2 separate regions of the Zea mays genome follow, and region 2 is linked to region 1. The links are chromatin contacts, called in public Hi-C maps. All regions are on one chromosome and are shown on one strand. The core of a region is the stretch at or near the end of the contact, and the rest is flanking DNA. Distances in the headings are between cores, read along the strand shown.

Region 1 (5,754 bases), core at 1,712-4,211:
TTTGGTTTGGAGGATCGGGCTGGAAAAGCTGAGGTCCCAAGTTGCCGGCGAGGCTGTTCATGGTGATGGATATCTGGAGGAAGATCTCGGATGGGCTATGGTCCTCTCATCTGACGCGACTGGAGCGGCGTCGACGGATCCGGATCGTGTGACTGGCTGAGGCTGTGGGGCTTTCCTTGGTGAAATGAAAAATTGCGCTTCCATTGTTGTTTGGTAAGTAGGGCTATCCTATCCTGCTGCATGGAGCATGGTCGGCTGTAGACACCACCGTGTCTTGGTAGCAAGCGGCGAGTGACAAACTCCAGGACTCGTTTAGTTTTTGAGCATACATCGGTAGATACGTTTCTTTGGTGAGTATTTAAATCCCCAAAATTGAATAGAGAGCAATTTAATCTCCTTCATTTCTCTCAATCCACCTCTAGCCGAAAATTCGTAAGGCCTTGTTCGTTTATGTCGGATTACACCCGAAACCGTTACAGCTAATTAAAGTTTATATAAATTAGAAAACAATCCGGTTAAGAATCGTTCTGACCCACTAAAACGGTAAACCAGCTCAAGTTTCATCTGATGGCAGAAATTATGAAATGGAGCACCAGTAACCTTTCCTCTCTCTCTCTTTTTTAACGCAGTAACCGATGGGTGCTTCCAATTGCCTGATGGAATGGAAGACAAAAGCCTCGCCCTCGGACACGGGCTTTCGGTCAGTTTGACGTGATTTATTTTACAGGTTCTTTATGGATTTAAGTACAAGCAGTTTAACTGCTTTTTAAAAATGAAATAAAAGTAGACAACAAAATGAAATTGTTTTTCACCGGCTTCTTAGATAACATGTGCCAAACAGGGTTGATGGCCATCATACCATATCCTCACGAGCGCGAGGCAGCAACCTACCCTCGGATGGTAATGCCATGTTCAGCAGATCCTCCGTCCCATCTCACACCTCATTCATTATTTCAAAATTCACTCTTGTAAACGGCATCATCTACAGTTCTGTTTTTCCTATTTTACGCTATCGGTTAAAGACAGCCTAATGAAATTTTACACTGAAAATTTAAAGATGAATCATACTAAGATCAGACTCTATTTTCATTTATGTTTGAACAAAATTAATTAAAAACCAAAATGAATCGTGAATAAACATTTAGATCGTAATCCATCACCTCCCCTAAACAGACCCCATCACATTGGCACCTTGCTAGAAGATGATCCAACGGCCTGTCCGCTTCCAAGCTGTAAACATCACAGAAATATAATGCCAAAGCACACCCTAGTCTACTGATGAGAGTAACTCATATTTCTTAAAAAATAAAATAAATCCTCTCTATTTCATAGACTACAGAGTGGACTTTCCCTAGAAACTACAGTGCCACTAGTATATATAAAAACAAATACTCTCGCGTTCATAAATATACGACACCGTTAATTTTTTAAAAAAACTTTAACCACTTAATTAAAAAATAATAAGTTATCATTTAATTTTTTTTTATTTTGTTTTATCGATTAAGGTAGTTTGTACTACACCTAAAATTTTACATTTTGAATAAAACAAGTGGTCAAAGTTTTCAAAAATAATTAATGATGTCATATATTTGTGAAGTAGTAGATTTTTACCCCCAATTTACAATTTTCATGTACAATACCAGTTGCAAGTTCCCCACGAGCCCAAGCTGCGAACTCCAAAAGGTTGTACAAAAAGAATCGCATTTCTTTCTAGTTATTTTCGTTTTCATTGCTTTAGAGGGGATCTTCGCTGTACCAGTGACATGTAGGCACGGGCTGATGGGGGCAGCTCAACAACCAAGGACCCGGCCTGGCCCCCACCCGTCAGACAAACAACCGGCCAACCACTGCTGACGCTACGGCAAGAACCCGCCACCGCCGCGGCCTCCGCTGGCGGCGGCGGAGGAGGACGAGGAGGCGGCGAGGACGGCCTCCAGGACGACGGCCTCGCACTTGCGGCACCGCTTGGGCGGCGCCGGGTCGTCCAGGACGATGGGGCGGCGGCAGGACGGGCAGGACGAGTTGGAGCGCAGCCAGGTGTCGACGCACGCGACATGGAACCCGTGCCCGCACTGCGGCATCACGCGCACCTCCTCCCGCTCGCCGAACTCCGCCAGGCAGATGGCGCACTCCGCCAGCAGCTCCTGCTCCTCCTCGCCCTCCGCCGCCGGCGCCGCGCCCCGGGCCGCCGCGGCCGCCGCCACCGCGTCCGCGTACGCCAGCCTCGGAAGCGCCTTCAGCGCCTTCTTCTTCAGCCCCTTGCTGGCGGCGGCCGCGCTCGCGGTCGCGGTCGTGGTCGTGGCGGCCGCGCTCGCGCCGGTGGCCTGGTGGTGCGCGTGGTGGCGGTGCCCGCTGCCGCCGTCGCTCGAGGGGGAAGCCGGGGCGCCGTCGCCCCCCGCGCCAGCGCCCCTGTTGCGCCGGGATCGGGCGCAGCGGGCGACGGCGGCGAGCCCCACGACGCAGATCAGCGCGCAGAGCAGCGCGGCGAGGATCACCACCACATCGGAGTTGACGGCCGCGGGCGGGTCGGCGGGCGGGATGCCCGGGATGCGTTTGGGGTTCGGGTCGGGGATGGCGCCGCCGCTGTCGCTGCTGCTCTGGAGGAGGCGCCGCGAGTACGACAGCCGGAGCATCGCCGGCGTCGGTCGCGCGCCGGTGGGTGGTGGGGCGTCTACGTTAAAAAAGTGGAGCGGCGAGAGGACGGAAAGGGAGGTCCCGGTCTTGGGGGGTTGGGATGGTTAATGACGGAGAGGGCAAGCGTCCTCGTGTAGGGAGTGGGAGGACTGCCGGACTGCCTGAGCTGTGGCGAAACTCGGAAGGGCGCAATTGACGACTATGCCCTTCGTGTTCCCCGCATTGCAAGCTTCCTACAATATACACTAGCTCTTGGAGGTGAAAACAATCCAACTACATTATTGGTCCTAGACTCCTAGCAACACTTTGCATCGGTTGGCTCTGCGCCTCTATCATGCTGGCATAACAAGGTCCGTGGTGCAAATATGCACTTAATACAAGAACTTTAACACCTAATACTAGGAGAAAGGTGTTCGAACCAAAATTGAGCGGCGGACTGAGGCCGGACGGTCCGCGGTCCGGACGGTCCGCGCCTGTGGGCCGGACGGTCCGCGCGTGCGCAGAACAGATTAGGGTTCCGAGTTTTGTGCTACGGTTGTTAGCTATATTCGCGGGATTAGCTCGGAATCAGTTGTGTAAAGGGTCCAGCCCCCCTCCTCTATAAATAGAGAGGTCTACGGCCGATTTGTAATCATCATCAATCGAATCAATACAACTTTTACTCGCATTTTATCCTAGGAGTAGTTCTAGTCTAGTTTAGGTTTAGCCACTCGATCCCCAAATTCTCCGTCTCTCCTCGACTCTACGTCGATTAGAGGAGTCTAGGTCGGCCTGCCCGAGCCTAGACACCACCTAGGATCTCTACTCCCCGACGGGGTCCCTCCCGGGAGCGAGATCCAGGCGCCGTCGGCGATTTTCCGCCGTCCCTGCGTACGTGCGGACCGTCCGGCCCCAGGGCGCGGACCGTCCGGCCGTCAGGCAGAAGTCCCAGCAGCGCACCAGGCCGCGGACCGTCCGGCCCCAGGCCGCGGACAGTCCGCCCTTGCGCAGAGAGCACCACCGCGCCTCGCACCAGGCCGCGGACCGTCCGGCCCCTGCGCGCGGACCGTCCGCCCCTGTGCAGAGGGCACCGCCACGGTTCTTGTTGAGTGTTTGGCGCTCCGAAAAGGCGTCAACATACTTTTGGCGACTCCGCTGGGGAAAACATATCTAAGCTCATCAAATCGGCCCTCAATGGCCGGTTCAAGGGATAGCTCTGATATTTCTCCAAGCAACATCATAGAGCCGACTTGGGAAACCTTGCCGGCTGACGAGCAGCTCCAGTTCGAGGAGCACAAGGAGCGGATGATCCAGGAGGCGAAAGCAAAGTTCTTGACCAACTTCAAAGTGGACAGGAACAACAAGGTCGTCCGACATCGGGCGACGGATCCGGCTTCGCTCCAACCCACGCCAGATATCCCCAATGTAAGTAATACCAACGATCTGCAATCTCTTAAAAATTATGTAGAAGATCAGCGTGAACAAATGCATAACATCATAGGGGGTATGCAAAGCGATTTTAAGAGACTAGTACGTGCATTTGATAAATCTAGTACCGCAAATTTTCCTTCGCACGAGGTTGAGTTAGGAGATAACGCATGTAACACATCGGCTACAGGTTGTCACGACCAGTCACAACCCCTTTATGGGATGCCGATGGACACATACCCTAATCAACCGCAAATCGGCAGCAAACCAGCCGATCTGCACATGCCCGGACCGTCCGCACGTGAGCGCGGACCGTCCGGGCCAGCAACAGTGGGGCCTATTTTTAATGAGTTACCTAGATATGCGCCCGAGCCACCACACACGGCACAGAACCTAAACTACCCAGTCGGACCGTCCGCGTACAACAACGGACGGTCCGCACATAATCACGGACGGTCCGGGTCAATGTCCGGACAGTCCGCACATGACCTTTTTGAGGAGGATTGTTACCGGAATCCTCACCCGTCCCAGCAGCACTTCCCATCGCACTATACAATGCATCAACCCATTAATTCAAGATCCAGAGCCCAGGAAAGCTTTCCGGCCCCACCCAGGAGGCCGGAAAGAAACGATCAAACCTATGACCCATATAGGGCAAATGAAAATGCACCACGTAACTCGAACCAATGGGGGGAAAGACAGCATGCTAATATCCAGCCAACCCCACCTATGTTTGACCAGAGAGCCGGTGGTCTCGCACCGGCTGCCATTGATATAGTAAGGGAAGAAATAGCTGGGGCGTTTCGAGATAAGCTCGGAGTAAGCATGGTCCCTGGGGGGCAATCATATCGGAAACCTTATGACAGCCGATTTGATCACCACCCATACCCACAGGGAACCAGGATACCCGAATTCGCAAAGTTTTCGGGTGATCAAGGGAAAAACACACGCGAACATATAGGCCAGTTCTTAGCACAATTGGGAGAATTGGCCGACACAGAGGCATTTCGCGTACGTTTATTTTCATTATCGCTAACAGGAACCGCGTTTGCATGGTATGCCACTTTACCTCCTAATTCCATTTCATCATGGGGGGATCTAGAACAAAAATTTCATGATCATTTTTTCTCCGGTGATTATGAGTTGGATTTGGTAGATTTAGTGTCGTTGCGACAAACAAAAGATGAATCGGTTAATGATTACATCCGGAGATTCCGAGATACAAGAAACCGATGCTTTCAAATTCATTTAGCAGAGAAACAGCTAGTAGGATTAGCCTTTAATGGTCTGCGATATTATTTAAAAGAAAGATTAGAAGGCATTCAATTCTTTACACTAGCACAATTACACCAGAGAGCTTTGGCTTGTGAAAGCCGAAGCAAAGAAACTGCTAAAGCAATTCGTCACAACGTGCATGTAGTAGAATGCGACCAAAGTAGCTCAGAAGACGAATCAACAGAAGTGTATGCTGCTGAAATGGTTTGGCCAAAGCAGGCCAAATCTTCGGCTTGTGCCTCCTTACAGCCGGTTCAAAAGAAACGGCAAGAGGAGGTTAAGTTTACATTTAATGTTGGTAAGTGTGATAGAATATTTGATGAATTACTTAAAAATGGCAACATTAAAATAAATCACACTGTTCCATCCGCCGACGAGCTAAAACGTCGTGCATATTGCAAGTGGCATAACTCGTTTTCTCATGCCACTAATGATTGT
Region 2 (5,754 bases), core at 2,170-4,669, 130 kb after region 1:
GCAAAGCACCCCTGTGCCCTAGAAGCTGTATCCTGTCAAATCACACATACTCGCATACTCCCTCCGTCCCAAAATAATTGATGTTTTAAGTTTGACACGATAATTTAGAAGTAAAAAAGGTGTGGTGCACAGAAAACAAGAGAGATCTAGAGAAATAGAGACAAATGTTGGAAAAAGGAAAAATGTGTATTGAAAGAAGAGAAAAAGTCTAATGGGAAGTGAAAATGAAAACTATTAAGTTGCATACACCAATTAATTCAACCTAAAAGTTTAAGTTGATTGAAAGAGATGGGTAATTCACTTATATTATTCCAAAAACTCTCCCTCACGTCGAGCATCTCTTGGGTCTCAGATGTGGAATATGAGCGAGCAACAATTATTTTATTTTAATTACGCTAACCAGGATTCAACCTCATGACCTCTAGCTTTGATACCCCATATTAAATTCCAACAATAACTATTCTAGGACAAAAATTGAATTGTATAACTACAACTATTTTGGGACGGAGGGAGCAAGTGATAACTAAATGCTAGACATTTGGAGTGTAAGCTCTAATTTCTGTGTGACCTGATAGTTCAGTTTGACATGAGAATGTTCATAGTAATTTTCTGGAAGATGGTGATCAGAAAATAAGATAAGATAACTCACCATGAACATTGAACAGCATGACAGCCAAAGCAGAAGCCCATAGTGGTGGACTGATAAATTAATTGATGACACAAATGAGTAACTGATTATTAGGAAGATGAAACAAGAAACAATAACGAAATAAGCATAACATTACTTGAGTAACGAAACTAACTGTTATAACCACATATTCATTTTCCAAAAAAAAGCTAGGTATTCAAATCAAAACTACATGAATTAAGAAACTATACCGATCAACTTCTTAGACAGAAGCATATTTGTGATTAGTATACTCATCTATCTAGCGAGTAAGACAATTAGAAACGACTGGGTTTTCTAATTTTGATGGACTACATTTTAAAAGTATATAACATGCATATATAACTACAAAGTAAATTATCAACATTTCTTACCTAATGCCAACAACTGTCTTGAAATCATCCTCCAAGGACCTTTTAATGTACTTTCGAAAATTGAACCTAGTCCCCGGAGATAAATGAGCCTGTAAAATGATTTTTCAGCAACCTAAACTGATAGCAGGAGCTTACTCGTGAATCTCAAATTACTTACTGAAATGAATCCATGTCGCAAAGTAAAGTAGTCTGTCTTACGGACGGATCTGAAGAACTGCCTAAAGAAGCTCACCTACAGTTTTATATCAAGTGTAACCATACAACAATGGGCCCCGAAGTCAGTAGCTTCATTTATAGATTCCATGTGACAGAAGATCATTCGAAAAAGCATTAAAGTTTAGTTCAGTCACTATATCACTGGTTGATAATCATTTTATTACTCATTTTTTGCTGTGAAATTCTGGAGACCTTTTGGGTCCCTTACTCCCTTGTTCACTAATTTATAGATGAAATAAACAATATATCCTCTGTCCCATAATAAGTGCACTTCTATAATTCAAATTTTGTACCAAAACAAGTGTACATCTAGGAATTGGACCACCTAACTCTTTTTTTTACTTTCTCTCATCCTAAAATGCAACGGTTACATTTTTATAGAGGTACATATGTAATTTCTCACTAACATTGATCTCTTCACCTAAACTCTAGAAGTACACTTATTTTGGGACAGATAAAGTATGTTCAAGACACCAAGTGTAGACTACAAACTCTTCATATTCAATATTTAGTACATTTATACAAAGTATTTTGTGGATGTTAAGTGTTAACTGAGAAGAAAGTATTACATAGTCTATGAAACTTATTGTAGCCACAGAAAGGAGCCATGAAATGACTCACAAAATAGAGCGTGATTGTGCTTTTGCTCCAACAACTTGCATGTTGCCTCACAAAAGATGTTTGGTGCGTAAGCCTGAACTTTGAGGGGTCTGCATAAGTTAAATATATGACATAAATTTGCAAATTAGTGGAGAAACCAAAGCAGCTTGATAGTAAACAAATAAATATCAAACTAACTATGCATAAACTTAATGGTTTTAACAATTGTATGTTATACTTCTTTTTTTTTTGCATAAAAGCGTACTAAGAAAAGTAGCCAATCATCAAAATATAAAGTACCATTTAAATAATTATACTGAGGGGAGCAAGTTTCCTTTTCCCACACCTTCCATATACGAGTCTGCAAAGAATTATTCGGAATTAATGCAAGCTTGCAGCCTTTGTCCATGAGTGCTTTGAGATAAGAAAACCAGCACAAAGCGAGGAGCAACCATACCTTTGCTCTACCCAAGGACATTGTGAAGAAACTGAAGGTAACATGGAAGACGGCCAAGAAGAACACGAAAATGTGCAGCTGATGCATGCCGTCGGCTGAAACAAGCGACACCATGCCCTGCCACCGTCACTTGGATTAGCACAGATGAACAGCACAATCTAGACTTGCCTGGCGTCTCCCCTCACATGAAGTCAAATCCGGACAACAAGACACTGGACTATCTGTTTATCCTTACAATACATACAGGTGGAACGGCGCTAAACTACAAGTGCACCTTAGTCACTCACTTTGCGGCAGGAAAAAAGGTTGGTTGGATCTTCAGATAGGTGCCGTCGGCCATGGCCCTTGGGCTCTTCCGCCACCGAGTGACCGGACAGGCGGCAGGGCAGCATGGTGTTTGCGGCTCCCTCCGGGATGCAGATGCGCGCGATGTACCTTCCCGTCACGGTCAGCAGCAGCGATATGAACCCCAGAGTCATCAGCTCTGTGAACACGGAACTCGAAAAAAAAACGCGTCAAATTCGACTTCGCCTGCGAACGACAGCAGTGACTGAACTGAAGTTCCGCAGTAGAAAAGAAATGCAGCTCAATCTTTTACCCGATTTAACCTTCTCCAGAGCGTCAAACAGCGCCTTCTTCCGCTTCTTGTTGAGCAACTGGGGCAGACGCGCAGAGCAGCAGCACCCAGGAAAACAAGTCAGAAAACGCACATCAGTTGAGTATTTCAAAGGCTCAAGGCAGAGTCGGGCCAGACGATTCAAGAACGGAAAACAAACCAAGCTGAAAGATCGAAAAATGTCATTGGAGTACTTGGAGAGAAGGATTGGTGGTGGAAGGGGACGATTCGAGCCGGCGAACCTGACCGAGGTGGTGGAGGAAGCCCTCGAGGAGTATGGACGCCGCGACGATGACAGCGCAGACGGCGGCCACGGCCCACGTCGGCGTCTGGTCCAGCGCCCTCGTGCCGTCGCCGCCCATTTCCCCCCCGGTGCTCGCCGCAGCGGCGTTAATTGGCCTGCCGCCGTGCGCCTAAACCCCCGCCGCGAAGGAGTGGAGAGTGCGTTAAATGGAGATGGAGTGGAGCAGATGAGACAATTGCTTGCCGCTTGCCGGTGCCGCCGCGTCCGCGTCCCTGGCTCCCTGCGCAGACAGACCCAGGTGGAGGTGCGCGTCCATTTTAAAGTAGAGCAGCTGTCCCAGCTGGGTTCAAATGGCAAGGAGCTCCGACAGAAAAAGAACCGTGTTCTGCGGCGGGTGATTTTCCTCGCCATTTTCATATTGCTTCAAACTGGGCCCTGAATTGTTTTTCAAATACTGTATTAATCAGGACCCTCACCGATAGACAAACATTTTAACAAGAGAATAAGCCGAACGAAGTTATCATTTACACCTGCACTTTTATTTATCACTAAAAAATAACTAATCAAAAACCAGGCGTACGTATGGCTTTCATTTAGGTGGACACGTTGCAATAAGAAAATTTTTAGTTTGGTGCTAGATAAAAAAGTCATAGTTAGGAAGTACCTTAAACGAAAACTGATTTTTTAGTGTAAGATATTATTTTCATTAGATTCCTTCGAATACTTAATCGAGTTCCAAATACCATGATATTTCTTTTCCAAAAAGAAGTCTTATTTTGGCTCTAAATGTGTAAGAATTATAAAGGCAACATGTTTATTAGGTCATATTATTTTAAACCTCTAGAACTAATTGTTAGTTAACTAATAAGTTATTAGCTGGTTTTATTTAGGTTAGAGCAGCTAACAATTAATATCTATTTGAGAGGTATAGTAAATAATTAGATGGTGTGTTAGTTAATCTATTTGAGAGGTATAGTAAATAATTATGTAGAGCCACAGGCCCACGGGTCGATCTGTTTGGTGATGTAGATTTTTTTCAGTCGGCATCCGCGAGACAGCCGCGGATACAGATGTCCATGTTTATTTCAACATACGTCGATGCTCCATTATAGTACATATACGGTAATATATATATCTACTAGATGTTAATATATATATCTACTAGATGTTGTACATTCCTACAATGAACTGGATCACTTGGAGGAGGATGAATATAAACAGAAGTATGCAGTACTTTTGCGATATGACGACACCACAACCACTAGAACATGAATTCCTTGGACACTATTCAGGTGAGTGTGTTGGTGAATATACTGTTTTGCCATTCGAGTTGGTGCCACAATCATTTGTAGACCCATTTAATGGGATCATATTGGGGGCAGATTGAGCATCATGCACGGTTAGCACAACCTCGACACCACGATCATAGTTTTCATTTTCAGGGCGAGAGGCAACTAACAAACGTCGCACCACCACCTCCATGACTTGTTTTTTGGTCTTCATAGCTGATTTAACATAATTATCCCACCCTCGCTGACACTCAATTGGGACGATAAGTCTTTGCACATTTGTTGGAGGACCTACGTTTAGCACCCTCATCAACGACGATGTCGTCAGCTTCATGCCAACCGATCTTCTCCTTAGCCTTAGCAACCACCTCACTAAAGGAGGGTTTATCATCGAATATAACAGCCACACGTTGTATGTCAACGAACTCAGCATTTCCATAATGATCTTGTTCCACTATGACTCTAAGGTATATGCCCAAAAAATTGTCCATCTATTTGAAATACGAATTCAACGTTGAATAACCAATTGTGATGGTTAGTGCATAACCCCATCCACTATGACTAACTAGTACCTAATAAATAATTGTTAACTAATACAAGATAATAACTAACTAATACCTAACTACAAACTACCACCACGCGGTGGAGTAACAATTTACCAATAATAATAAACTACTAACTACTAATGATTTACCCACTATTAACGATTTACCAATAATAACTAACTACTTGCCAACTAATAAATATTTACCAATAATAACTAACTACTAACTATAAGATATAGATATATACCTAAGATCAGGGTAGAGTAAGGCTCGTGAATGCAGTGCAGTCGGACAGTCTCCTCTGTGCAAAGAAAGAAACATAATAGTAAGTACAAAATTTTGACAGCACATTTCCTACACAGGGACAAGATCCACGGCGCCAACCTACCGCCACGTCAGCGTGCCACGTCAAGTACACGCAGCCCCAAAATAATTGGCGTCGGCACGTTCTAGCTCGGCGCCGAGCTAGGGATCTATTTTTTTGAAATAAAACTGGAAAGGACGTATTTGTGAAAATAAAATCTAAAAAGGGTTAGAATGCAAAAAACGGTGCACAAGACACCTCAATTGCTTTAGCATATGTACATCCGTGTTAAGAAACCTGATGATATTTGGAATGATTAGTTTTGTCAACTCTTGTGTGTGCCACTGAAAGAGAAATAGGCTTACACCTTTTCCTAAATGATTTTGGTGGTTGAATTGCCCAACACAAATAATTGGACTAACTAGTTTGCTCTAGATTATAA

Evidence for each region. A called contact is a pair of places that touch in the nucleus more often than the background predicts.
Region 2: a contact with region 1 is called in a Hi-C map of leaf, with 2.7 times the contacts expected there. The contact joins the promoter of LOC542061 here to the promoter of LOC103637601 in region 1. A contact is called at or near these places in 4 of 25 Hi-C or Micro-C datasets (bundle sheath, ear, leaf and 1 more).

The regions. Positions count from the first base shown.
Region 1 is chr1:85,312,793-85,318,546 of Zm-B73-REFERENCE-NAM-5.0, forward strand. It overlaps LOC103637601 (RING-H2 finger protein ATL80), which reads right to left and starts at 2,962. Exons shown (of 1, transcript XM_020546420.3): 1 at 1,204-2,962. The coding sequence starts at 2,633. The coding sequence ends at 1,857.
Region 2 is chr1:85,441,500-85,447,253 of Zm-B73-REFERENCE-NAM-5.0, forward strand. LOC542061 (barley mlo defense gene homolog 2) reads right to left here and starts at 3,420. Exons shown (of 15, transcript NM_001111698.1): 1 at 3,173-3,420; 2 at 2,913-2,970; 3 at 2,602-2,798; 4 at 2,315-2,431; 5 at 2,158-2,218; 6 at 1,879-1,967; 7 at 1,199-1,273; 8 at 1,042-1,130; 9 at 650-699. The coding sequence starts at 3,292.